Regions from separate parts of the Anas platyrhynchos genome. Here region 2 is linked to region 1. Evidence: chromatin contacts called from public Hi-C data. All regions are on one chromosome and are shown on one strand. Each heading gives the region's core, a stretch centred on a gene start, on an enhancer-like site or on the middle of the called end of the contact. The rest is flanking DNA. Distances are from core to core; before and after follow the strand shown.

The links. A called contact is a pair of places that touch in the nucleus more often than the background predicts.
Region 2: a contact with region 1 is called in a Hi-C map of skeletal muscle, with 2.6 times the contacts expected there. The contact joins two enhancer-like sites. A contact is called at or near these places in 4 of 8 Hi-C or Micro-C datasets (liver, skeletal muscle and subcutaneous adipose tissue).

Annotation. Positions count from the first base shown.
Region 1 is chr1:63,823,706-63,830,002 of IASCAAS_PekinDuck_T2T, reverse strand. All of the region lies in intron 2 of NINJ2 (ninjurin 2), which reads left to right. Among named protein-coding and RNA genes, the nearest start is that of NINJ2, 31 kb to the left of the region's middle. Within about 2 kb of position 2,877, at least 1 of the 8 cell types and tissues checked has an H3K27ac peak or open chromatin away from gene starts, as enhancers often do.
Region 2 is chr1:63,915,960-63,922,256 of IASCAAS_PekinDuck_T2T, reverse strand. It overlaps WNK1 (WNK lysine deficient protein kinase 1), which reads right to left. Exons shown (of 32, transcript XM_072039579.1): 2 at 1,399-1,571. It overlaps LOC119714359 (a long non-coding RNA gene), which reads left to right. Exons shown (of 4, transcript XR_011810143.1): 4 at 6,112-6,297. Among named protein-coding and RNA genes, the nearest start is that of WNK1, 33 kb to the right of the region's middle. Within about 2 kb of position 2,491, at least 2 of the 8 cell types and tissues checked have an H3K27ac peak or open chromatin away from gene starts, as enhancers often do.

The DNA of each region.
Region 1 (6,297 bases), core at 1,628-4,127:
GAGAAGGTGTTTACTCCATCAATAAATGCACTTTTTAACTGTGAAGGTAAACATCCAGAATGATAGCATGAGCTGTCTTTGAGAAAGCAGCAGATCATCCTGGAGTGCTCCAGGACTGTGTGCATGCAAGTCCTGCCTCATAAAGGGAATAGACCCTTCTCTACTCACAGGGTTTCAGGAGGCATCTTTTTTACTTCACCACAAAATCAACTACATGTTCCATTAGTGCTGGGAGTCTGGCTGGGGCCCCAGGCCTTCACGTATGAGTCCCACAACAGCTCTCCAACACCCACACCAGCCAAGGGCTTAGAACAGGGCAGTAATGCCTCTTCTCTGAAGATCTCCTTGCAACAAGGAACATAAGCTCCAGAACTGGTGCTTTTGATATACAGATCTTCCTATCCCTTCAGATGTCTGTGGCTCTCATTCTGGTGAATAAGAAAACAGAGGATGCCCCAGCACAGCTCCTTCTGGTGTTTCAAAGCCACTGACTGTGCTGGCAGACTTTGTTGGGTTTGGTCTTGGGAGCCTTTGGGCTGACAGGCAATTATTGCTGCCCATCTCCTCTTCCTGCAAAGTCAGTCAACAGTTCTTGCATCAAAAGTAACGCTTAAAAGGGAGAAGTTACTGGGACTTCCTAATCTGGATAAGCTTCCCACAAAATAAAGGGTGTATTAAAATAAAATACCCATTTGCCAATAACAGTTTGTGCTTTTCCAGGTAAATGTCATAGCTGACAGTTTGCTGTAGCTGGGCATTACTGCGTCCCAGTTGTGAGAGCAAAGACTGAGGGTATAAGAGAAAAAGCTGAGGAACACAGCAGACAACGTGCTGTGGGGATCCTAAATGAGCGCCTAGCCAAGTCTGCACAGCCCCACGTACCAATTTGGACCGGAAGCAGCAGAAAGCAGGGTTTGCTAAATGATTGCTTAGTTAATCCATAACCTGAATAACCACCCACAGATAAGTGAGAGCTTATGGCCTGTAAATTGCCAGAATGTGACCTCGATTCCAACTTCACAGGCAGCAGAGCAAATCAGAGGTCTGCAAGTCACGGAGAAGAAAATTGTGCCAGGGAAGAGTCTGATCACAGGTCCCATCCCCCCTGCCCTGTATGTGACACTGGAGATCATACCTTTTGCTGCAAGCTTCACCCAGGATGAAATGTGAATCAGTGTACATGAATCACCTGCCAAACCCTCGAGTACGTCAGTGATAAGATAATGCAAGATTCAAAAGTGCAAGTACCGTATGAGCAGACAGCACAGCTAGAGACAGTGACCATTCCTGAAGTTCTTCCTGGACACGATTTGTGTTTTTCTTCTCACTCTCCACACTAAGTTAACAAGTTCTCTCAGCTTGTCAGCAATGACAATTTCTTTCAGTTTTGAGCATCAGTAGTTGCTACTTTAATATTTGACATTACTAAACTTCCCATAACTACCAGGTTTGTCCAGAGACTAAGTTAAAGTTCTAGTTTTGTTCAACTGCAGTCTTGTTCCATCCATCCCCCATACTGAGACACTCATCCCCAAATGACAGTTCTGTTGTAAGCATGGATATTTAACAGGGAATCTCAGATTTATTCGCAATAAACTGTTTCAAATGCATTGTTTTGGCTGTGAAAGCAGGCACAACTTCAGCTGAATTGGGCTCTGAATTTCTTAATTTCTACAGCCTAATTAAATGCACCTTATCTAATTACTTATACAAGGGAAGATTGCCTCAAATACACATAAACCCCGCCTGACTTGCAGAAGTGCTCAGTATGTGCCAAATCCAAAGCCAATAGGAGCTATTAATCAGTGCCCTTGGACAGAAAACCATGCTCCAGCACTGCTCACTGAGTGCCTGCTCCTGTTTCCCCCAGGGAGGTCAGTGGAAGCTTTCTTCCCCACCACTTTCAATACAAGCACAGCTGGCCATCAAAGCAGGTACATGCCAGACAGGTCTTTCTCTGAAGCTGGCTGCAGCCAAAAGATCATTCCACAGCCATTTGCTTAAATGTTGCTTTGGCTTTCTTGACGCAAAACACTTTATGCTGATATCTAGAGTGTCACAATGAGTCTCAGAGTTTCTAGTAGTCACTTGAAAGAAGGTGGATGAAAATAAAGACCTCAGATGGTATAATTTTCAGATATCAGCATTTTGCTATCCTGTTGCCTGGAACAGCTACCTAAGCCATGTATTGTGGCTGAGCATTTCCCACTGGTTATACTAGAAGTTCCAGCCCTGTTAGGCTCATTAAAAGGTATAGCACTTAGCTGAATGGATAGGAAAGACCACTATTAATTTTGCAGTGGAAGAATCATAAGTCAGTTTTTGCTTTCATGAGCCTGAACCAGAATGCTGGACCAGATGGGCAACAGCAATAAGGTCTGATGTGCTGGGATTGACCCATACAGGACATGTTGGCAGGTACCTGTAAACTGATCTTCCTCCCCATGCATGCCTATCCATAGAGCACTCTCACAAGCACAACTTCAGCCACATGAGCTTTCTCAGCAGCCTGTGAAGGCCAGCACATTTCTATTCAGTCATCTAGAAAGCCCTCACTGCTTTTGGAAGCATAAAACCCCGTTCTCTGGGATGCTTGAACACTCTGTTGTGAGATACTGTTCCTTTTATTTTCCTATCTCAAATTTTTGTTTACTATATGTTGGGGTAAAAAGTAACAGGGTATGTTCCTGCTCTTGCTGGATTTGAGACAGGTAGGCATTCACCATTTAAAACCATGTGGGAACACTTGCTTCAGAGCAGGATTGTTCTGAATCGTAGCTTTGGAAACTAAAAACAGCTGGACGAAGTCTATCATTGCTTGCAGTCTGCACAAGAGTTGCACGGGATTTAGGTCAAGGACAGTTTTATTTCTAAAACATTAGATAATCTGACCTTTAGTGTTGCTTTTACCTAAAGCTGAACAGCAACAGCTGTATGAAGAACTGGGCCCAAAACATTATACTTGTCTCAGTCTACTGCAGCTTCCTTTCTGTGCTGCAGGGAAGAGAAACTGAAGACTCTGGCAGGTTGCTTTTTTCATAGCATTTAGTATTAAAGCAGGGCAGGCAGTTTTACCTGAAGAGAAATATTATTGGGGGAACATGTGCCAGTTAGGTAGTTAATATTAGATATCAAAAAAAATCAGAGGCTACAGCAACCATTAGAAAATAAATCAAATTTAATAAAATCTAGTTCTCATGCATGACCATCTCCTGAAGTAGCACTTTTTTTTTTTTTTTTTTTTACAGAGCACCCCTCCTAAGCTTTGCTGTACGCATTACTCACTACAATCTTTCAGGCTCTTGCGTATTATTTTAATACAACAGAAAAAACACAAAATTAATTCTAAAATAGATGATTGATAGAGGGGAGAAAGAGAGAAACTTTACAGTTGCTACATATTTATTTTTCTATGGATTCCATCTGGCACCGCATCTTAAATGAGTTACATGAGGCATCTTTGAAGCCCAAATGATTAGGGCTTTCTTGAATTATTTGCCCTTACTCCAATACCTACATTGCAGCTGGTCAAAGAAGTTTCCAGATTATAAGGTGATATTTCGCAATACCTCCTCACCGAGAGCTCTATCTAGATAGCATATAACCCATTTTAGTCATCATTGTATCCAAGTTCATAATGCACTGGAAAAAAAAAATGCGAGCATTGGGTAACTGATGGCACTGCAAAAATTCTTGCTACCATCTTAGCGGTGGAGCAACCCTCACGTTTACGACGGAGCACCACCTGCTGGCTATCTCGGTTCTCGTCTAATTCGTCTCTCTCCTGCCACCCTCTTCCTAGTAAGTACTGAAGTCAGATCCCAGCTTTTAGGGAGACTTTAGGAAAAGGGGCTGGCTGCTGTGACACGGGACCTAGAGGTTTCAAAGGTGAGCTTCTGAACTCCTCAAGGCCATGCCCAGGAGGAAGCAGCTGTGATGGCACATCTGGAGCAGAGGGGGACGAAAATCCCCCTCCTCACCACCTCACTCCCTGCTCAGTCTCAGAGGCCTGCACCGAACAGATCCCACATGAAAAGCAAAGACAGAGGTCACCTACTTTTCTAGTTCCTGAGGGCCTTCATCCATATCATCAAGCTCTTTCCTTATTCCTCTCACTTTGACTTCCCTTTAAACACATGACTTTGCCTTGCTCACGGCAGCACCTGATGGTTGAAATCCAAGATGTTGGGTTTGTGCCAGTTGTGCTGGTGTCCTGGTGATCACCCAAGTAGTTTACTATTATCTACCTAATGCAGTTTGCCAAGTAGAACAGCCATACTACCTAAAATTATTTACAAAGAAAAACTGATCCTGGCACTCAATTTTGCCACTTTGTCTGATCTTACTTCAAGGGGGATGCTTTCAGAGCCACACTGATGGAGAATAATTTAATTAAGTTGTGAAGTTCATCTGAAATGGCCGAAGATAAGCATTTTATTGTTTAACTTTTGATGAACTCAGTGGAAGTTGGATAGGAAAGTCCCAGTACCATTTTTCAGAAGGGAGAGAAGTAACTGGCTGCTGGCTGTTTCAGTTCTGATCTCTGCCCAGCTGCGATTCCCAATTTATGTGCAGCATTACCGATTTACCAATGGCCATTTTTACAGCACACTATATCACTGCCCTGACTTTAGCACAGCCAGCTTTTACAGCACCATCAAGCTGCACTGAAGGATGGAAAGAAAAAGAAAAACAACTCCATCCTATGAATCCTTCTGTCAACATAGCAAGCTATAAACCCAAACAACAGGGTGACCCCACCCTTGAAATTACTCCAGGAAGAGAAGGGTAAGCCAAACTTAATATTTCTAATTAAGGAAAGTCATCTACTCTATTACCACCTTAAATCCCCTCCCTGGACTTTACTGTTTGTCCTACACCATAGAGCTGGCCCAGCTCTCAATTATTAATACAGTCAAAGCTTCCCAACTCAGATGCCTCAGGTTGGTAAACCCATATAAAGCAAGATGATATCAGAAGCACTAATCTCAGATTGTCTTTACAAAGCCCTGGGTGCCCAGGAGGAAAATGTGTTGGGTCTTTCTTCTTTTCCTCACAAAGGAAGGGCTCCGGGGTGACCTGGTTAGCTGTGTCCCCACATCCTAGTTCCCAGTGCCCTCTAGTGATAACGCCTTGCCCAGGATGCCAGGTTCTCCATGAGAAGTGAGCCTTTAGAGGGGCTTAATTACAGGGCTTGAACCCTCTGCACAACATCGAGATCCTACTGGATTTATGTAGTTTGTGAAAATCCACTCTAAGAAAAGATTTGAAAACCACTCTTGCAATCTTCTGCCTGCCTCCTGCCCCATCACCCTCTCTCATTGCCAGGGTCAGCCTACTAAGGAGCTGCCTCCAGGGCCCTGCATGGGGCATGAGGATATCCCACAGGGCCCTGCACTGCTGCCTTTCCACAAGAGCACTTGTCCTGTGGGTAGATGGGTCTGCACAGGGCCTTTTTTCTCCCCAGAATAAATTTCCAAACGTTAATTGTAGCAGATGGCACAATTGCATGGCTCTGTTTCTTCCAATTTACTGGAAAGAGACTAAGTTGCATACTTCAGTAAAAAGGGCATGGCTGGGACACTTCTCCATTTGGGGAAGGTGTGGGAGAAGGGCTGCCGGTTCACCCTGTTCCTGTTCCCTCGGCCACTGGAAGGCTCTAGAAGAGGGAAGGACACCTAGAGCATGCTCCACAGGGCTATGCAGGGAGAAGAGGGTGAGCAACTCAGCAGGAATTGGGGAGAAGGCTCTCCCAGTGATTTCGTGAAGACTGTCAGGTTTATGTACACCAGGAAGTCTGTGGAAATTGCTGGGAGAGGAACCAAGACTGAAGGAATGGACTCACCCTGCAAAGCCACTTTGCTTTAAACATTAATGTGTCTCACCCAGCAATTCCCCTAATTAAAGAATTACCTGTTTTTAGCTTAATAGACTGCTCTCATAATTCCAGCTTTACAGACTTGAGGCTTTTGATGCAAGGCCATTCCACTTCAGGGATCTGTCTGCTTCAGGTTTCCCTCACACATGGCCGGAGTACAGGTTCTAGCATAAAACTCACATTGAGCCCATCTGGATTTTCCTGGCGGTTCAGATTCACATAACTTTACCTAACATCTATGGATAATAATCACACATGTACAGTCTGCACAAGCTAACTGTCAAATCCATCATGAAGTTTAACTTCAGAACACTTAAAATCTGATAGAATTAGGATAACAGGCTCTGACTGAGAGCAGTCAGACTCGTGGAATGCCCACAGGGAGACCAGAGCCCCATGGTGTTAGTTACTGTACATAT
Region 2 (6,297 bases), core at 1,242-3,741, 93 kb before region 1:
TACACAATGGTGAAAAAAATTTACAGTTTAAGAGATAGCAATTAACAAGAAAAATAGTTTTTTTCTGGATAAAAAAAAAAAAAGACCATCAGTTAGAGTAGAAAATAATCCCATGGCCAGCAAATATAAAGTATTTCTTCCCATCAAAACATTATCTTATGGCTGTCTGTTACTACTGTATTATGTTGCTTATGCTACTACACAACAAGACAATCCAAACATTACATTTGTGAGGGAAAGAACAGGATAAAAAAGGGAAAAAAGAAAGTTACATCTAACACTACACAGACTATCATGAAAATAGATAACTGTAAATAGAAGCACCTGTCCAGAGCTGTAAAACCTTTATACTGCTTTAAGTACAGGACATAGAGAAATTGATCTATTACTTCATCTGAAATATCTTAAACAACCTTTAGAAAAACAAAAGCCTTTCCCAAACATACGGAGAAAGAAAAAGTTGTAACATCTTTAAACCTCCAGCACTATTTCAAGAGACAAAGACTTCCATATAGTTACAGTCCAGACTCCCAATAGCATTTTTTCCTGCTTTAAGCATGTTCATTTGTGGCTATCAATAAGCATCACAAAAAAAAAAAAAAAACACACTAAAAGTTCACAGGCTATTTTAACCAAATAGACTGCAAATTGTTTCCAGCTCCTACAGTCTGCTCACATATTTAAGATCTGAATGCCTCTCCAAGACTTAAATGGGCAACAAATTAAGACGATGACCCACAATATATGAATTTCAAATCCTGGCAACTTTAATTCCAGTAGATTTATGACAACTGTATGCTTCTGAACAAGCTCACATCTCTGCAAGATTGTACAGTGCAAGACAAAGGCATGATTTCTGTTTGACTCCCTCCAAGCTTTACACACCACTAGAGGGCCCTCACAGCAGTTTGATTTGCTGGTGTCTGACTTAAAGACAGATCTAGCTTCACTCAACTACTTTACATGGCAGAATTGCGAATACTTTCAGGTTTTTCTCAGGTACTACTTCATGAAGTTTCAACTAAATAAAAAGGGTGGTTTTGGTTTTGTTTCTTTTTACATCCAAAGCCTCACGCCAAACAGAAGTGAGCTTGATAGGAAAGGGAAAAGGTCTGAAAAGTAAAAATAGAGCATTCTCTTTATGAGACCACAAAATCTTACAGTTCTCCTGCATGTGCTTACTATCACAAAGAAGAATCTGACAATTTTGCTAACCTAAAGAATAATCCATTGTACCCTGCAGTACCAAGACTCTTCTTAAACAAGAATTTCCCTACAGAAGTTCAGTTCCCACTAAAAGGGCTTTGTTCTTATCTATTCTGAATTATCAGCTGCTTCTAGCGCTCTAATTTTGTGCTAATGTTTATCATATGCTTTGACATGGTTGAATTTACTTACGTTTTCAACGTTCCAGATGTCATGAGTTCCGTCACAAGAACAATACATTTTTTTCCTTTGACTGTAGACTCCCAGGAATCATAGAACCTGACAATATTGGGATGCTGAAGCCCTTTTAGCATCCCAGCTTCCTCTTTAAATCTTTGTCGCTCTGACTTGGACAGTTTCCGATCCTAATGAAAAAGAAAAGAAAGCTTTGCTTTATTGCTTAGAAAAGCAACAATCTGAAGAACAATTATGTACAGGCAGTGAACAAGCATCAGCATCTTTTAAATGTCATTTTGCTCCCAGTTACCCTTAAATAGTTTATTTAGAAGACATTCTATTATTGCTTGTTTAAATCTTAGTTTCCTTTACAGTCTGATTGCTCTCAGAGGTAAGTCCAGGGAGACTGGGAATTTTCTCTTCCTGTTTCCCTCCCACACTCCAAAGAGGTTTTCTGACTTGAGGTAGCAGTGGAACTTAATGTCCTAAAACGTTCAAGTATTCAAGGACAGGCAAAACAGAATCATTTGAGGCACATTTCACAGATATTTTATTTATATATATATACATATATATACATATACATATATATATATATATATATATATATATATATATATATATATATAACAAATATATATATATGTATATTATATATATATAAATAAATTTATATATATAAATATATATATTTATATATATATATATACATATATAAAATATATACATATATATATTTGTGCATATATTATATATGCATTATATATATTATATATTATATAATATATATATTATATAATGCATGTATATATATATATTGTATATTATATATATTTATATTATATATGTGTATATCTATATTATATATGTATGTATGTATAAAAGTTATTCCTTTGTTTATAGAATCCAGACCACTGGTAAGAGATTGCATTAACTCTCCATGAAGACAGTAGAGCAACAAACCTAACATGTTGGATGCACTTACGGTAGACAAATGAATTTGGGTTAGATTTTCTTAGATTAAAAGTATGACCTCATGATTGAGCAAGTTTCCTGTAATCTAGCATCAAGGAAAACAAAGACATAATTCACGTTAGAGAGACAGCAAGCTTTTGGCCAGAGACAAACCATGAAAAAGCATTCCTGGACAATATTACTGTATTATCTACCAACAAATGGCTATCCAATATCTTCAGGAGTCTGACCAGCTATTTCCAGAACAAGTTGCAAGTCCCAAAAGAAGGAGAAAAGGCCTCCTTCCATCTTTCAGTTTTGTCAGTTTACCAGTGCATAGTCACACCAGTCAGCCTGATCAACTGACATGAATTGGATCCATATGTAGTATTCAAAACATCTCAGGATACACTTAAAGACAAGAATTTTACAATCAGCATTTCTACCCATTATTTACGAATAGCTAGTGACCTTTGTCAAATCTGGGCAATGATTTTAAGTCACTCCATTTCATATTTCCTTTTCAATTAGAAGGCAGAATAAGCATGCAGGGTTTACTCAACCTTCTATTGTCCACCAGGCTGTAACTCCTTTTCCTTTGTTAACAGTTAATGTGTTTTCTCAATACAATTCAGCCATGTTAATATCTAAACCATCCTCTAGTTGCTTAAATTATCAACATTTTCTAAGAGGCCCACAGAGTATCTTTGGGCACGGACAGCCTACTTCATTTCCAGATGAAGCTCCAGTTTTCAGGAGTGTAAAAGTCTTCCAGGTGAATGTTTAACAGGTTTGCAATTACTTCAGAGATCAGTGCTTATAACTGTCAATCACATATATTTCTGTGTTTGGGATTTTTTTTGGAAGGTGCCAAATTCATGTCATGAATTTAACTAATAGGTATCAAGAGTTTTCAATCCTGAAACTATTTTTCTCTGCAGAAATTAGCGCTACCACTTCCCCTCTGCAGAAATTAGCACTACCACTTCCCCTCGCACCTAAAAGAAAGCATCCTTGAGCAAGCATAAGTTTTGCTAGATCGTGCTTGCAGAAACACTAAGCAAATTCTTTAACATTCACATCTGATGAGATTGTGTTGTGTTTTTATTTTCAATATAGAAGGAATGCTTCCGTTTGAGCTGCCTTATACCGCTAATAGTTTTCCTTTCTTTACAATAAGCAGCAGCACAAATTCTGTCCAAGACCAATTTAATCCCAACTGTTACAAACAGCTGCGACGCAGAAAAGCAATGAGCTGCTACAGGTACTTCAATCAACAGATCATATGCACATGCCTTAAGAAACTCAATCCTTAGAACATAAAATTACAATAAAATAATATTTTTACAAGGGAAACGAAGCAAAGTGCTCTCAGCCTCTGCACTTGGCTGCAACAATTACTTTTTTATATTACTTAATTTTAGCTATGTAATATGAATACTTGCATTTACGTTTGTCTAAAAAGTAGACCACGGATGTACATTTGGATAAATTTCCTTTATTTTGTGCATTTTTGTGCATGCCACCTACCTCAAACATGACTTTTTAAAACCAATTTTAACCCACACTTGACATTAAATTCTCATCTAAACCTGCGTAAGCCTGATCTCCCTTAAGGGCCTCATTCAGTCTTCCCTAGCACTGCACTACTAGCCCCAAATAGAAACTAACAAGTGCTAATCACTCTTATCAATGAACAGGCTCCTAATGGGCACGCATATTTTGAGTCATTTCTCTTTCTGGTCACATTAATGGTAGCATCGTGTTCCTGCAAGCATATCTGTGACGTTTAAAGCAGACACTCAACACTTCAGTGCTGGCGTTAATAGAAGAAAAAAAAAATCCAGACAACGACAATAGGCTAATTCAACACTTCTTTGAAAGTCATAGTGCCCTAATGAACTCAGACAAGTTAGGACGCAAACACAGGCAAACAAACACAAATCCCACCCAGAGCAAACAGCTATGTTTTTGCAACCAAGGGAACATCACACCTTCCAGGAGTGCACTGCAACAGCAGAAGTTAACATTAAACAGAGCTGTAAGAAAAGGACAGAGAGGCCACTTGTTTCCTAAGTCTAGCAATGCACACTGCCTCTAACTACCCTCGTTGCCTTGGATCCCACACTCATCCATGACACATATTTCTATTTCTTTCCCTAAAGGAACAGCTAGGTAGCAGAAAACAGTGAATGTACCTGAAAAGGCAAGAAAACCAGCAATCAAGAAAATACTAGACCTCGCGTACAATTATACCAACCAAATTAATCCGTATACACAGACTGGTGCTTATACTTGCACAAACTACCTTCCAATGCAAGCTGCAAATAGCCTACAGGCTAAGCAAAAGGGAGGCAGTGGGGCAAGGGTGGCTCTTGCGCATCTCCACCTCTAACAAAACCATAAAAAGCATCATTGTGTATCATTTAAAGTAAGCTATTACCTTTGATTAAATTGTATTAAAGGTGAATCAAATAAGATCTATATCCTCTGCAGCCTTTTTCCCTGCAGCTTGAGGTCTAAAGAGGTATATAGAAAGATCAGAGCAGCATCTATTTGCTGCTTCCATCCAGAAGCAAAAACAGATTCCACAATTTGACACTTCAGTATCACAAAGCATAAGACTGGGTAAACAGTTTTAATGTTTTAACTTACATTTTTATTTCTGATAGCCAGAAACAAAACAAAAAAGGCATAAGATGCTTTTCTTAAGTCTGAGAAACAAATTTATAAAGAAGAAACCACTTTAAGAACAGCTAATAATATATGGCTTGATATCCTATCCTTCAAAGACCAATTTGTTTTGGAATTTCAACTAAAAATAAAAAAATTGGACACCCTCCCTCCTCCCTCAGTCATTCCTTTTTTACCATATAATGAAGCAACCCCAGGCAGACAAGATGAACTCCTAAGCCTAGACATTAGCAAATCACATTCTCGCATCTCAGTTATAGCATGTGCTGAGCCGATATAGCACAAATATTTAAAAATATACAAGCTGTCAAACTCGAGGAGAGCTTGCTTCCTAAAATGGACTTAACTATCCCATAAATTGGGCAGCATTGTTCTTCCTGAACCGATAGCTTCCCCGAAGGACTCAAGTGCCACATCCCAATCACTGGGCTGCCCTTCGAACAAACTGAAACAGATGCATCAAGCCCACTCTGTTCATTTCATTCATTCCTTTCCACCTACATTAAATTGTTTTGACAAGCCAGGACAAACAGCAAGGCTTCCCAGCACGTGACCCACGGCTCTGCAGTGCCAGGGGCCTGAACAGAGAGAGGCAGTAAGTGAAACAATTGTTTGGCTCGATACCATTCAATAACCTTTCCTCGGCAGTTTTCATTTATCCACGTACTTCCCTCTGACTTCTTTTGGTCAGGAAACAGCTATCAGAGGTACTTACATTATTCTGCATAAGACAGGAATCTTGGCCATTCGTGATAAACCAGGTACCCCATCTGGAGGAGCGTGACTTTGAACTGTTACTACCTGCTTTCTATCCCCGTGCCTAGGTACCTTATATAAATGAAGAGGAAAAAAGAAGAACAGACACACAACTAAAAACACTCCCCCACATAAATTAGCTGGTTTGCCAAGCCACAGAAAGTGAGGCACATCAGCAGAAGTTCTCTATATTCCCTTGGTGACTTTTTCCAGCCAAAGCTCAATATCTGTTCAGCATCCTTCTGAACAAGGAAAGGAAATGCATTTGTCACCTAAATTAATCTTAAATTTCAGCCGGGTTGCTCATATACCATCTTCCTGCAGAATTTTTCAGTGTTGTCTCAGAAACACGGTGACGAGAAAGCCCACCTACCTGCACAGCACACCTGCAGCTGCCTTCGGGAGGCACCATGCTCCGCTCCGGCCACCCTGCTCTGCTCACAGCGAGCTCAAGGAAGGGTCTCACCCTCTGTCTTGCCTCAATGTCCGTTTTTGCTAACTATGAGCAAG